Linked DNA regions of Anser cygnoides: all the other regions are linked to region 1. Evidence: chromatin contacts called from public Hi-C data. All regions are on one chromosome and are shown on one strand. The core of a region is the stretch at or near the end of the contact, and the rest is flanking DNA. Distances in the headings are between cores, read along the strand shown.

Region 1 (3,746 bases), core at 394-2,893:
ACGCAAACACCTCTCGGTCCATCAGATGCGGCACTCGGGAGCGAAGCCCCTCCAGTAAGTGCACATCATCATCTGTTCGTAGCTAAAAACGGGACAGAAGGCGTCAGGAAGCTCTGGTGTCCTTAGCACAGGGTAATTCCCTGCCCCCAGCCCTGCCTGTAGCACTTTAAATGTTCATCCGCTTCTGCAGCGCGTGCCCCAGCTCCAGCACGTCCCTTTGCTGAGCAGGTCTCACCCCTTCTGCTCCTGTTCAGGCGACTGCTCAGCTCCAGCCCTGAGGGTTAGGGTGTTGCTTGTCCCGGGCAGTTTTAGGAGATGCTACGAGCCAGCCCCTGAGGCTGTGGCATTTGTTCTTCTCCTGCAGCCCCAGGTCCTGGTCAGCACAGCCTAAGGTGAGCTGGTCCCTGTGCCAGACAGCTTGGGCTGGGAGCTAAGCCTGTGCCTTGCCTTGCAGGTGTGAAATCTGCGGGTTCCAGTGCCGGCAGCGCGCATCGCTCAAGTACCACATGACCAAACACAAAGCCGAGACGGAGCTGGAGTTTGCCTGCGACCAGTGTGGGAAGCGTTTTGAGAAGGCCCATAACCTTAACGTCCACATGTCCATGGTGCACCCTCTGACCCAGACTCAGGACAAAACCAAGCCACTGGAGCCAGAGCCTATTCTCCTCCTAAATACTTCAGGGACTTCAGAGAGCCAGGCAGTAAAGCCAGAAGTGACTGCACAGCAGGAGCCCACCTGAGGGGGATGGGGCAGATTTCCCAGTCCAGCCCTGTAGAAACTATACAGCAGAGTGGAGATTTTTAATCTACATTTTAGTCTCCAAAGAACTCAGTGGAATTAGCTTCAGCTTGCTCAGAAAAAGCTTGTTATCATGCTGTGATTCTCCATGCTCACGTCTGATTCAGCAGTGTTGTACTAAGAGTCTGTCTAATCCAAGGGGAGTGGATGTTTGGCAGCACCCCTTTCTTGTCCCCGTTCTCCCCACGCACACAGTTGTAGAAACAGAGTTGGCCCACAACTGTTACCGACCTGCACAAGCTGCTGCCTGTACAGTATTGCCCGCAGGTGGCTGTAAGGGTACCTAGGACAGTGGAGCAACTTTCAGCAGACATTTTGTTTTGGTTTAAAAAAAAAAAAATTCCCAAAGTAAGACTAAATTGAAATTTGTAACCTACTTTTTATTGTAACAAGAGCTTCATGGTTATGCTTGTAATAAATTATTTACAAAGTAATTGGAAAGAAACAGCACTGGTGAGACAGAAAGGTAGCACGGGGTCTGTCCCTTGTCCCCAGTCAGCAGGGTGGCGCTGCCTGGCCCTCAGAACAGAACCAGCTCCTCGTCCAGGTCCAGAGCTGCGGCCGGCCTCGAGCGATGCAGGAGGATGGCTCCCAGCTCGGGGTCAAGTTGGTCACACGCGTCTAGTAACTGGGGAGAGGGCACGTGTTGGGTGTTAGGCCCGCTCGTGCTTCCTCAGAGCAAGTTACAGCAACAGCAGTGAGTTGTGCAGGCAGCTGCTGCTGACCGCTGCGGCCATCAGGGGCTGCAGGCAGCCAGCGCCGTGCGCGTGGGGATTGCACCACCTGCCCCGTAACCGGGCCTGGCACTTTCCGTAAGACCAAGCATTAAGCAAGAGAGCATGAGGGTAATGTTTAACGGAGCTGAGAGCCTGCAGCAGGGCAGCGGGATGGCAGTGGCTATAGCACAGGTCGAACAGCAGGTGGCTGCTGCTCCAATGCCTGGTACGGCAGCACGCTGCCTGCCGCCCGTTAAGCGAGTGAAGTGTGGCAAGAAAGGCTACACAAGCTGGTGCTGCTCAGACACTGGGCTCTCAGGCTGGGAGGAGAGAAAATGCTCAACGCACCGGTCCTACGTTTCCAAAGCTTCTGGTAGGGCAGCGAGGAATTGCAGCAAGCAGGAACCGACGGGCCTTCGAGATCACCTCCACGGGATCCCCCTGAGGAACAGACGAGACGAGGCACTGCCGAGCCCCCAGCGGTGTCACTCAGCGCTCAGCCCCTGCCTCCAGCAGGGGCACAGGGACCACCAGGCTGTGCCCACGGCCCAGGCACAAGCTGAGCAGATCGTTCGCTCAAGGGCTCCATCCATTCTAAGGCCCCGTACAAGTAGGACAGCAGTGGGGCAGCTGAGGGTTCAGGCACCAGCAGCGCCTGCAGCCCCTCACCCCAGGCTGGGAACACGCTGCCTGCCCGCAGAGGCATCTCCACGCGATCCCACCGCTTTGTACAGGAGAGTAAGAACAAGAGGGACGCTGCAAGCAGCAGGGGGAAGGGAAAATGGATAGGATTCACAGTTAGGAGAGGAAAAAGAGCCTGAGCTTCACTCACGTGTTCCGCAGGGTCTGGGCCTTGTCCCACCTGGTCAGTCTGGGGCAGGTCCTTCCCTTCCACAAAGAGCTGAAGCAGCTGGATGTAGAGGTCGAGCGCCACGTAGAGGAAGAGCTGCTCTCTAGCAAGCAGCTCCTGATCAAAGCCAGGGGTGAGACTATGGGAAGTCACACACGTACCCAGTCAGTGCCAATTCCACCTTAGTTTCTAACAGCAAGACACGAGGTAAATTCAGGTAGTGCTCCCGCTGCCATCTATTTCACAAGTCCCATTGTGTGCAGGGCCACCCCCTGCCAGGAGCGATAACACAGCCTGGGACACTTCCATTTGAAGCACAAAGATGAAGGGAAACTTCTAGCAAAAGAGATGGGGGGTTTCTAAAACAGTAGCCCTGCCATGATCCAGCGTTCTCTCCTGCCCAGCTAACGTAGGAGCTCAGCTCGCCAACAGGCCAGCTGCTGTCCACGTCAGCCACCCACCACATCCTCCCTCATTCCTCCTGAAACCAGCAGGACATTCGGTACCTGTAGAACGCAAGAGGCAAGAGCCGGCTGTGGCAGTCGGAGGCTGCACTGCGCAGGACCAAGTATTTTCTGGAGCCTGTAACAGCCAGAGAGGAGCACTAAGCATCTACAGCGGTCCTCATGCTACCTCGTGTACTGCTACAGCAGCGCAGGGGCTGCACAGCTTCCTCCCAGCCCACACTAAACCCTGACGCTAGGGTGCGGTGATCCTGAGAGAAGACAGCTAGAAGACAGCTGTTCCCTCTTAGGCTTTCTCTACCAGATGAAACAATACCGAGTTTCAGCCAGCTCTAATCATCAGCCGGGTCACCGTACCGTCGGGTAGAAGCAGGATGTTCTCAGCCTTTACTGAAGCAATTTTTTTTTCCCCCATGCAGCTCACAAAGGCCCAACAGTTCCTCCTTACAAAGCACATTCATTAATCAAAGAGAGCATTACTGTCCAGCACTAGACCTCAACTTTCCATCCCTTGGAGGCAGGACTCGCTCACCTTCTTCTGGTGACTGGAAGAGAAGTGGCCAGGACGCGCCCCTCTCTTCCAGGCACTGCAAAATCTCCAGGGACCATTCCAGAGAGGTCTGAAAATCCACGCCCTCCTGGGTGTCAGAAAGGATAGATCACCTTAGGTTTTAGTTGCATCAAAGCAGAACAGAAGTCCCAGTAAGAGATCACACACATGACATGCTCTATTAAAGGACCTTCAGGAATTTAGCCCAAGCCTTTCCCCTCGCCTGGGGGCCTGGGTTCCTCCCTGGGCCCTCAGGCACTTGTGCAATGCAGGCGCTTCATCACAACAGGGGCAGGGGAAGCAGTATGGGTGTGCTGGTCACAAACTGGTTGCTCGCTTCCTAGCTGTGCTCCGCAAGGCCCCTGCA
Region 2 (3,746 bases), core at 816-3,315, 48 kb after region 1:
TCAGCCACCCCGTGGAGAGCCTGGCCCTCACGGTGGAGGAGATGATCAACGTGCGCAGGGTGCTGGTCAAGGCGGAGATGGAGAAGTTCCAGCAGAGCAAGGAGCTCTACAACAGCCTGAAGAAGGGGAAGGTGGGAGCTGGGGCTGGAGGGGCCGGGCTGCCCCATCACTGCCCCCCTGGTGCTCACCCTGCCTGTGCCCGCAGGTCTGCTGCTGCTGCCGCACCAAGTTCCCCCTCTTCTCCTGGCCCTCAGCCTGCCTCTTCTGCAAGCGGTGAGCGCCGTGCCATGCCGTGCCGTGCCGTGCCGTGCCGTGCCGCACCACAGTGCTGGGAGGGTGGCGGGAGGGTGCCGCGGTGCTGGCCTTGCTCAGCAGCCTCTCTCCATGTCCCCAGGTCTGTCTGCACCTCCTGCAGCCTGAAGGTAAGGGACCTGCCCGGGTCAGTGCCACCAGCCCCTGTCCCCGTCCCTGTCCTCTCGGTAGGGGTGATGCCAGGACAGAGGCACCGGGCATGGCTGGCTGGGCTGAGCCCACACAGCTGGGCCCTAGGGCAGAGGGGGCACCCATGGGTGCTGTCCCTGACGCCTGCACGCCCCGGCAGATGAAGATGCCTTCCAAGAAGCTGGCTCACATCCCCGTCTACGCACTGGGCTTCGAGAGCCTCCCGGGATCACTGCTGGCCAAAGCCCTGCCGCTGCGCAGGAGGGAAACCTTCCAGTGAGTCCCGTACCCCACGAGGGCCCCGCGCCCTCCGCTGCCTTCCTCCCGGCCTCCTCCTCCTCCCCGGCTGGGGCTGACGGCGCGCTCTGTGCCCACAGCTCGCTGCCGGGCCCGGGCTGGCGCCGCGTGGAAGAGGAATTCCCCCACATCTACGCCCAGGGCTCCGTCCTGCGCGACGTCTGCAGCGACTGCACCGGCTTCGTCACCGACGTCATCTGCTCCAGCCGCCGCAGCGTGGCCGTCCTCAACGCCGCGCCGCGCCGCGCCGCCCGCTGCGAGTCCTGGTACAAGTGAGGGCCCGGCGCCGGCCCCGCCGGGATGTACATATATACATAGACGGATACACACAGCCTCTATATTTATATACCTGACGGACCAGGGGGGCGCGGGGCCAGCGGCAGGCCGGCTCCGTGTCTCCCAGCCCACGTCCCCGCGGGAGCCTCCTGTCCCCGCCGCTGAGGGGACGCTGGCACGGCCCTTTGGGGACGGGGACCCTCGGGGATGGGCCCCCCCCGGGGCACCCTCAGCCCCCCCAGCCCCGCTCCGGTGCCAAGGCCTGGTGGGGCTGGGACGCCTTACGGCCCCGCGGCTCTCTGTACATAGCGGCCCCTGGCTAATAAACCATCCCGGGCTGCCCCTCGGGGCCACAGCGGCGGCTCCTGTGCTGGGGGGCTCGGGGGGGGGGGGGGTCGGGAAGCGGGGTGCTGGGGGGATGTGGGGCTGTCCCCGTGTCCTGTGGCCTCAAAGCTGGCCGTCCCACGGCCCCACTCCGCACCGCCACGGCCCCGTGGGTCCCGGGGCAGCCCTGGCTGGGGCGGCTGCCCCCCCGCCATGCTCAGCACCCCGCGGGACGGGCTGTGGACCCCGGGGGCACCGTGGGGAAGTCCCCCTGCCCCTTCCCACAGCCCAATCCCCCATCCCCAGACACCCCCATGTCTCCAGACACCCCCATCCCCAGACATCCCTGTCCCCAGACACCCCCATCCCCAAACACCCCCATGTCCCCAGACACCCCCCCGTCCCCAGACACCCCCATCCCCAGACATCCCTGTCCCCAGACACCCCTGTCCCTGGACACCCCCATCCCCAGACACCCCTGTCCCCAGACACCCCCCCATGTGTGTATGTGTGTCCCAGCCCCGTGCCCCCCCACGTCCCGGGGCTCCCCATTGCCGCCCCCCCCCCGCAGACACCATGGAACAGCAGCGCCCCCCCCCCCCCCCCCGGGACATATTTCACGCTGGGGCTGCGCGGGGGGGGCGCGAAACAAGTCCCGGGGGCGCGCACCGCGCCTGCGCGGGAACAGGGACAGGCTGGGAGGCGCGCGCGTGCGCATTGCGGGCGGCGCAGGCGCGGTGCGGCCCGGCCGGGGGCTCCATGTCGCGGCGGGCCCTGAGGCGGCTGCGGGGCGAGCAGCGGGGCCAGCAGGAGCCGGGCCTGGGCGAGCTGGGCCCGGCCGACGGCCCCGAGAGCGGGCAGCAGCGGCCGGAGGGGGTCGCTCGGGGCCGGAGCGGCGTCAGCAACCGCTTTGAGCTGGTGAGGGGCTGAGGGGGGGTCGGGGGGATATGGGGGGATATGGGGGGGGCGGGCGGGGGCCTGGAGGGACCGGGGGGGACCGGGAGGCGCTGACGGGGCTCGAGGAGGGAGAGGCCGGGGGGTGGCCGAGGGGACGGAGCTCTGGGGAGGGTGCTGGGGGGGCTGCGGGGAAGGAGCTGGGGGTGCTGGGGGGGGTGAGGGGGGTCCGGGAGGCCTGGGATGGAGGTGGGGGGGGCTGGGGGGGGAGATGGGGGAGCACAGGGGTGGGCTCGGGGCCGTGCGGCACCGGGGGGTCGGGGGGACACCGGTCTGGGGGCACGGGGCAGGGCTGTGCTGTGCTGGGGGAGCTGGGCTCAGCGCTGGGGCGCTCAGACAGCGGTGGCGGTTTTAGTTGGAGCACTGCTGCCCCCAGCCTGCCAGCCCTGTGGTGTCCCAGTGCTGGTGATCTGATGGCACCGGTGGCTCCCCGGGGTGACAGAGCCCAGTGTTTCCTCTCTGGGCACCTTGGCCAGCCCCAGCGCTTCCCTGAGGCTTGGTTGTGGGAGCATGCACAAGGCTGGCTTTGGAGCCTCTTGCAAGAGGCCAGATGGGCTGTGCACTGTGCTGTGTAGCAGGCACGTGGTCGTGGCCCTGTGCTCCCCTCTGGCTGGTCGGCAGGTGCTGGGCTGCCCCAGCTGGGTGCTGGGCTTTAAATGAGCGTCTGTGCCCGCTCTGTGTGCTGGAGAGGGCAGCTGGGAAGCTGAGCCCTGGTCTGCGCCTGCAGTGCTTTGCTCTGTCCTTTGCAGGTGTGAGTAGAACAGATGCCTGTGCAGTCTTGTCCTTGTGGGTGTGGGAGAGGGCAGAGCACGGCTTTGTGCCGCCTGCTGCTGCAGCTCGTTCTTCTGTTTGCACAGATCACCAGTGAAGAACCGGAGGATGACCTCCCATCCAAAGAGGAGCGGGCAGATACCAGGCTCAAAGAGCACAATGCGTCAGAGAGGAACGATGAAGAGTCCGTACCTGAGGAGACAGAAGGCGATGGGCAGAGGAACGGGGAAGAGGCAGACCGGCCGGACCAAACGGTAATGCTGCTGCAGGTACCTTGCAGTGACAGTTGTTGCCCCACAAGAAGCAGAGAGAAGGTGTCGCATATTCCTGCCTCCGCTCGAGCTGAGCGGCTTTGTTGGTGATAGACAAATGTGTTCCTTGTGTGTGGGCTTTGTCAGAGGCTGAGAACACGGGTGTCGGGGCAGGTGTGCTCATGGGGAGCCTAAAACTAAATTGTAAGTAGGTGCAAGTTAACGTCTGGTTAGAAGTGCAGGCTGTCTGTATTCACCCTGTTCACTAGCTGGTAGCTTGCTGAGCTCACGTGCCAGGTTTTTAGCTGGGGAGGTAGTGAGCCTGCACCCTAGAGCTCCTTCAGAGAGCAAGAGCAAGGTGCCTGCCTGCCTGCAGCTCCTGCTTGTCCCAGCCCCTGTGTGAGCACTGGCTGGAGGAGGATGAGCAGCATG
Region 3 (3,746 bases), core at 923-3,422, 49 kb before region 1:
CAGCACGCCGTGTACCTCCGTGACCTTCCCTTCAAAAGCCCAGTCCGTAACATGCAAACTAGCCAGGAGCCAACTTAATGTTGCGTGGTTTGCGAATGAAGCAATCCTTAAATCTTCTTTTTAAACAACAACAAAGCCCCAAACACTTCCCTCTACCCAGCAGCAAGCCTCCTGTGCCTGGTAAGGTGGCCGGAACTCGCTTGGACACCCTGCTGTTCCCCGCATCCCCGCTCTGTCCCCAGGACAGTGCCCCAGCAGCGCTCTGAGAGCGGGCGTTGTCGGGGGGTCTCCTCTCCGCAGGCCCTCCTCTGTTCCGATGCTTTCATTTAACAGCAATCAGATGTTTGCTGGAGGGTCAGCGGAGAAAAACCTTTTAAGTCAAGCCAAAGTATCTACAGAGCGCTCCGTTTGCCAGGCCAGTGTGTCGCCTGTCGTCAGCAGAACGGGGCGGTTCGGGGGGGACAGCCACCTGCTGCTCGAGCGCGGCCCTGCTTGCGGAGGGGCTGGAGAGCTGGCATTCCCGGGGAGCACCTTCCTGGTGACCCTCAGCCCGTGCCTGCAGGGACAGCTCCGCTATCTGGGACGCGTTCTGTGCGCAGGGGAGGGGTCCGGGTCTGGCTCCAGCCTCGTCTGCCGTCGCTCTGCCTCCTTAGGCAGGGCCACAGGTGCCGGGACAGCGGCAGTGAGGGCGCTTCCCCGATCGTCCCCGCGGTTCTGCCTTGCCGAATCATTTCCTAAAGCAGGCTTTATCGCCTCCAGTCATACTTGGCGTTTCTGGCCAAAAACACGCTTGTGAAAGGTGCCGGCTGCCCGGAGAGCTTTGTACCGGCTCGGCGGGCGCTCGGGTCGCACCGGCTGCAGCGTGGTGGCTGGGGCCCTGTTCCCTGCGGGCTCCAGCACGTGCTGTGGCCAGATGTGGAGGTCCAAGTTGAGCTGGCAGGGAGAGGTCAGGTCAGTTCAGAGGGGCTGTTTTCAGACCTCTGTGCCTCATTATGCCTTATTTACTCTTTATAGCTGTCTAATGCCCTCCTGGAGAAAGAAGTGATAAATTATGATGACATCGAAGCTTTGATTGGGCCTCCACCCTACGGGCCGAAGAAAATGATAGCTCCTCAGAGCTGGCTTCAAGCAGAGAGAGACAAGCAAGACACGAGAGACGAAGAAATGCCCCAGCAGCCACCAAACCACGAGGAGGAGGAGGAACCACGCCTGAGACCAGTGTGAAGCCCCCTCTTTATGTGGAATGGGAGGACTCCAGAGGCTTCTTTTGAACACAGACCCTTTCCCTCTTCAGCTCCGGAATCAAAGATACCGAGTAGGGAATCTCTGTGATGCCGTTCCCCAAAAACGAAGGGATGGCTCCGCTGGCTCTTGTAACAAGCTTTTCCCTGCAGGAAGGAGAACTCCTTAGGATTTTGAAATTGATTCCCAGCAGGGTAGTAGTGGTTAGGAGTTGGGTAAGTCTAATCTGCTGGAAGGATTTCTTGTACACAGGGATGTTGTTTACGTGTTCTTAGGGATGAAATGTGCTGTGGAGCCCTTGTCAGCTACCTCTGGCTGTGCCGTGTGGGGTGCCAGGGGTGCGCTGCCATTGCCCTCGGTGCCAGAGTGGTCAGCAGCGAACCCCTGGGAGACTGAGCTGGCTGCAGTTATGTGACTCCACCGTAACCTTTGATTGTCTTTGCTGCTGGACATAAAATAGAAGCTGAAAACCAGACTGCACTAGAATAAATCCTCTAACGTGCTGTTGTTTGTACGGTGTGTCAAGGCATGGCGAAGTGCGTGCTGCAGGTACGGGGTTGCACAGGACGTGGGCTTTCTTTTCACTGGCATATACTTGGTTTTTATCGCAAGGGTCGCAGAAGCAGAGATCGAGGGGAAAACCCCCCCTTCCCAACCCACCGTGAGCCCACGGTGCGATGCTGGGACCCAGCCCTGCGGAGAAGAGCTGGGTGCCTGGTGTCCTCCGGCCGGGCCAGGCCCCTTCAGGCAGGACTGTCGGTCCTGGGTTACTCCTCGAGGACTGTCTGTACCCTGCGGGACCCCTCTGACATCTTCCAGGCCCCCGCCATCTCCCCCCCAGCCCTCGGGCCTTGGTTCCAAGCCCCCTGCTCGGGGTCGGGCCGGAGCTGGGAGCCGTCCTACCCCCGGGTGCGGGGCCCTTTAAAGCCGCCGCCATCTTGAGTGCGGGCAAGGTGAAGCCGCCACGAGCCCCTTCCGGCGCCGCCATCTTCCCGGAGCCTCCTCCGCACTTCCGGCGCGCGCAGTGGCCGCGCTTCCCTTTTCCGGTCGGCCATCTTCGCAGGCAGGAGGTGAGTGGCGGCGCCGCGGGGCTCCATCCGCCGCCATCCGGCCGGGGCCGCGCCGGGCGGCGCTCGGGGCCCCGCGGGGGAGCGGGGCAGGACCCGGGGGACGCCTCGGAGGGGTTTTGGGCCGGTCGATGCCGCGCGATCCGCGCCCAGCCATGTCCGTGTCCGCAGGCCGCAGCCGCCATGGCGCCCAGCCGCAATGGCATGATCCTGAAGCCGCACTTCCACAAGGACTGGCAGCGGCGGGTGGCCACCTGGTTCAACCAGCCCGCCCGCAAGATCCGCAGGTGAGCGGGGAGTGGGGAGCGGGGCGGCTCCGGCTGCGGTCAGATGATGCGAAACCTCCGGAATCGCTGCAGCGCCGTGATGAGAGCTTGAACCCTGCCTGGCTGATGACTGCCGGAGCCGCCGGGGGGGGGGGGGGGGGGGGGGGGGGTTTGGGGAGCCCCCGGTGCGGCTGGGGGGGGTGGCAGGAGGGCTCTGCCCCTGACGGGTCTCTGCCCCCCGCTCCAGGAGGAAGGCTCGCCAGGCAAAGGCTCGCCGCATCGCACCTCGGCCCGTGGCTGGGCCCGTCCGGCCCATCGTGAGGTGCCCGACCGTCAGGTACCACAAAAAAGTCCGTGCTGGCAGAGGCTTCAGCCTAGAGGAGCTGAAAGTAAGTACGGAGGAGCTGTCCCGGCCCGGTAAGGCCAGCTCTCGAGTTTGAGCTCCGTCGTCCTGTTCTTTTGCGTAAAATTAAGTCACGAGTGGCTGCAGTGTACTGAAGTGTCAGTATCTGCTTGCACTGGCTGAGCTTGCACATAGCCAGGGACCGGTTGCTGTTCTTGTGGGTTGTGGAGAAGCATACAAAATGTTAGTCTTTTTTTTTTTTTTTTTTTGTAATTGTGGCATGGGGAAGCAGTAACACGACAGAGTGAAAGGTTAACTTAAAAAGTAAATACTGGTGTGCCTGGTCAGACTGTCAGTTAAAACAAAATATTAAAATCAGATTCTGGCAGTGGGTGAATTCTGGTAGAGGGTCTCCTGAACTTAATTTAAGTAAAAGGACTGGCAGGTTTTGTTGTTAAATGTCTCTTCCTTTATAAAACACGTTACTGCAAACCCTACAGAATGTAGTGGGTGTGGACCCGTTTGTGCTGTAGAACGAGTAGGTCGTGGTCTCTGCAAAGACTGGGGGAAGCTTTCAGCGCCCTCGCCTTGCTTCAGCAAAAGGTGCTGTGCCATCCTCCCAGGTGGCGCTCAGCTGAGGAGCTGCTGGTGGTGAGCTGAGAGGGAGGTGGCCCGCAGAAAGCCCCACCGGCCTGGTTCCACGCAGCAGGAGTAAACGTTAGCGACTGCTGGCAGCCAGTATCCCCAGCCTCTTGCGTGTTGTTTAGTGCCTAATTAAAGCATTTATAACAGTGAAATTAGCGCATCGAAGCAGTAAAGCTGTACTTC

The links. Hi-C and Micro-C count contacts between places; a contact is called where the count stands out from the background.
Region 2: a contact with region 1 is called in a Hi-C map of liver, with 6 times the contacts expected there. The contact joins the promoter of TCF25 here to the enhancer-like site in region 1. A contact is called at or near these places in 3 of 7 Hi-C or Micro-C datasets (all in liver).
Region 3: a Hi-C map of liver shows a contact between it and region 1, with 5 times the contacts expected there. The contact joins the promoter of RPL13 here to the enhancer-like site in region 1. A contact is called at or near these places in 2 of 7 Hi-C or Micro-C datasets (both in liver).

What each region holds. Positions count from the first base shown.
Region 1 is chr12:1,426,933-1,430,678 of Taihu_goose_T2T_genome, reverse strand. It overlaps FANCA (FA complementation group A), which reads right to left. Exons shown (of 43, transcript XM_067004304.1): 39 at 3,362-3,467; 40 at 2,872-2,947; 41 at 2,378-2,504; 42 at 1,864-1,956; 43 at 1,159-1,427. The coding sequence ends at 1,320. ZNF276 (zinc finger protein 276) reads left to right here. Exons shown (of 11, transcript XM_067004307.1): 10 at 1-54; 11 at 455-1,233. The coding sequence ends at 740. Among named protein-coding and RNA genes, the nearest start is that of ZNF276, 8.6 kb to the left of the region's middle. Within about 2 kb of position 1,643, at least 3 of the 3 cell types and tissues checked have open chromatin away from gene starts, as enhancers often do. A contact at or near this core is called in liver, where this site is marked.
Region 2 is chr12:1,379,757-1,383,502 of Taihu_goose_T2T_genome, reverse strand. TCF25 (transcription factor 25) reads left to right here and starts at 2,065. Exons shown (of 18, transcript XM_067004367.1): 1 at 2,065-2,256; 2 at 3,150-3,317. The coding sequence starts at 2,098. It overlaps SPIRE2 (spire type actin nucleation factor 2), which reads left to right. Exons shown (of 15, transcript XM_067004449.1): 11 at 1-131; 12 at 206-273; 13 at 395-422; 14 at 602-717; 15 at 819-1,369. The coding sequence ends at 1,014.
Region 3 is chr12:1,476,075-1,479,820 of Taihu_goose_T2T_genome, reverse strand. RPL13 (ribosomal protein L13) reads left to right here and starts at 2,172. Exons shown (of 6, transcript XM_048075062.2): 1 at 2,172-2,312; 2 at 2,481-2,596; 3 at 2,823-2,964. The coding sequence starts at 2,493. SPG7 (SPG7 matrix AAA peptidase subunit, paraplegin) reads left to right here. Exons shown (of 17, transcript XM_048075057.2): 17 at 1,015-1,745. The coding sequence ends at 1,224. It overlaps LOC125184154 (small nucleolar RNA MBII-202), which reads left to right and starts at 2,641; the gene lies at 2,641-2,718.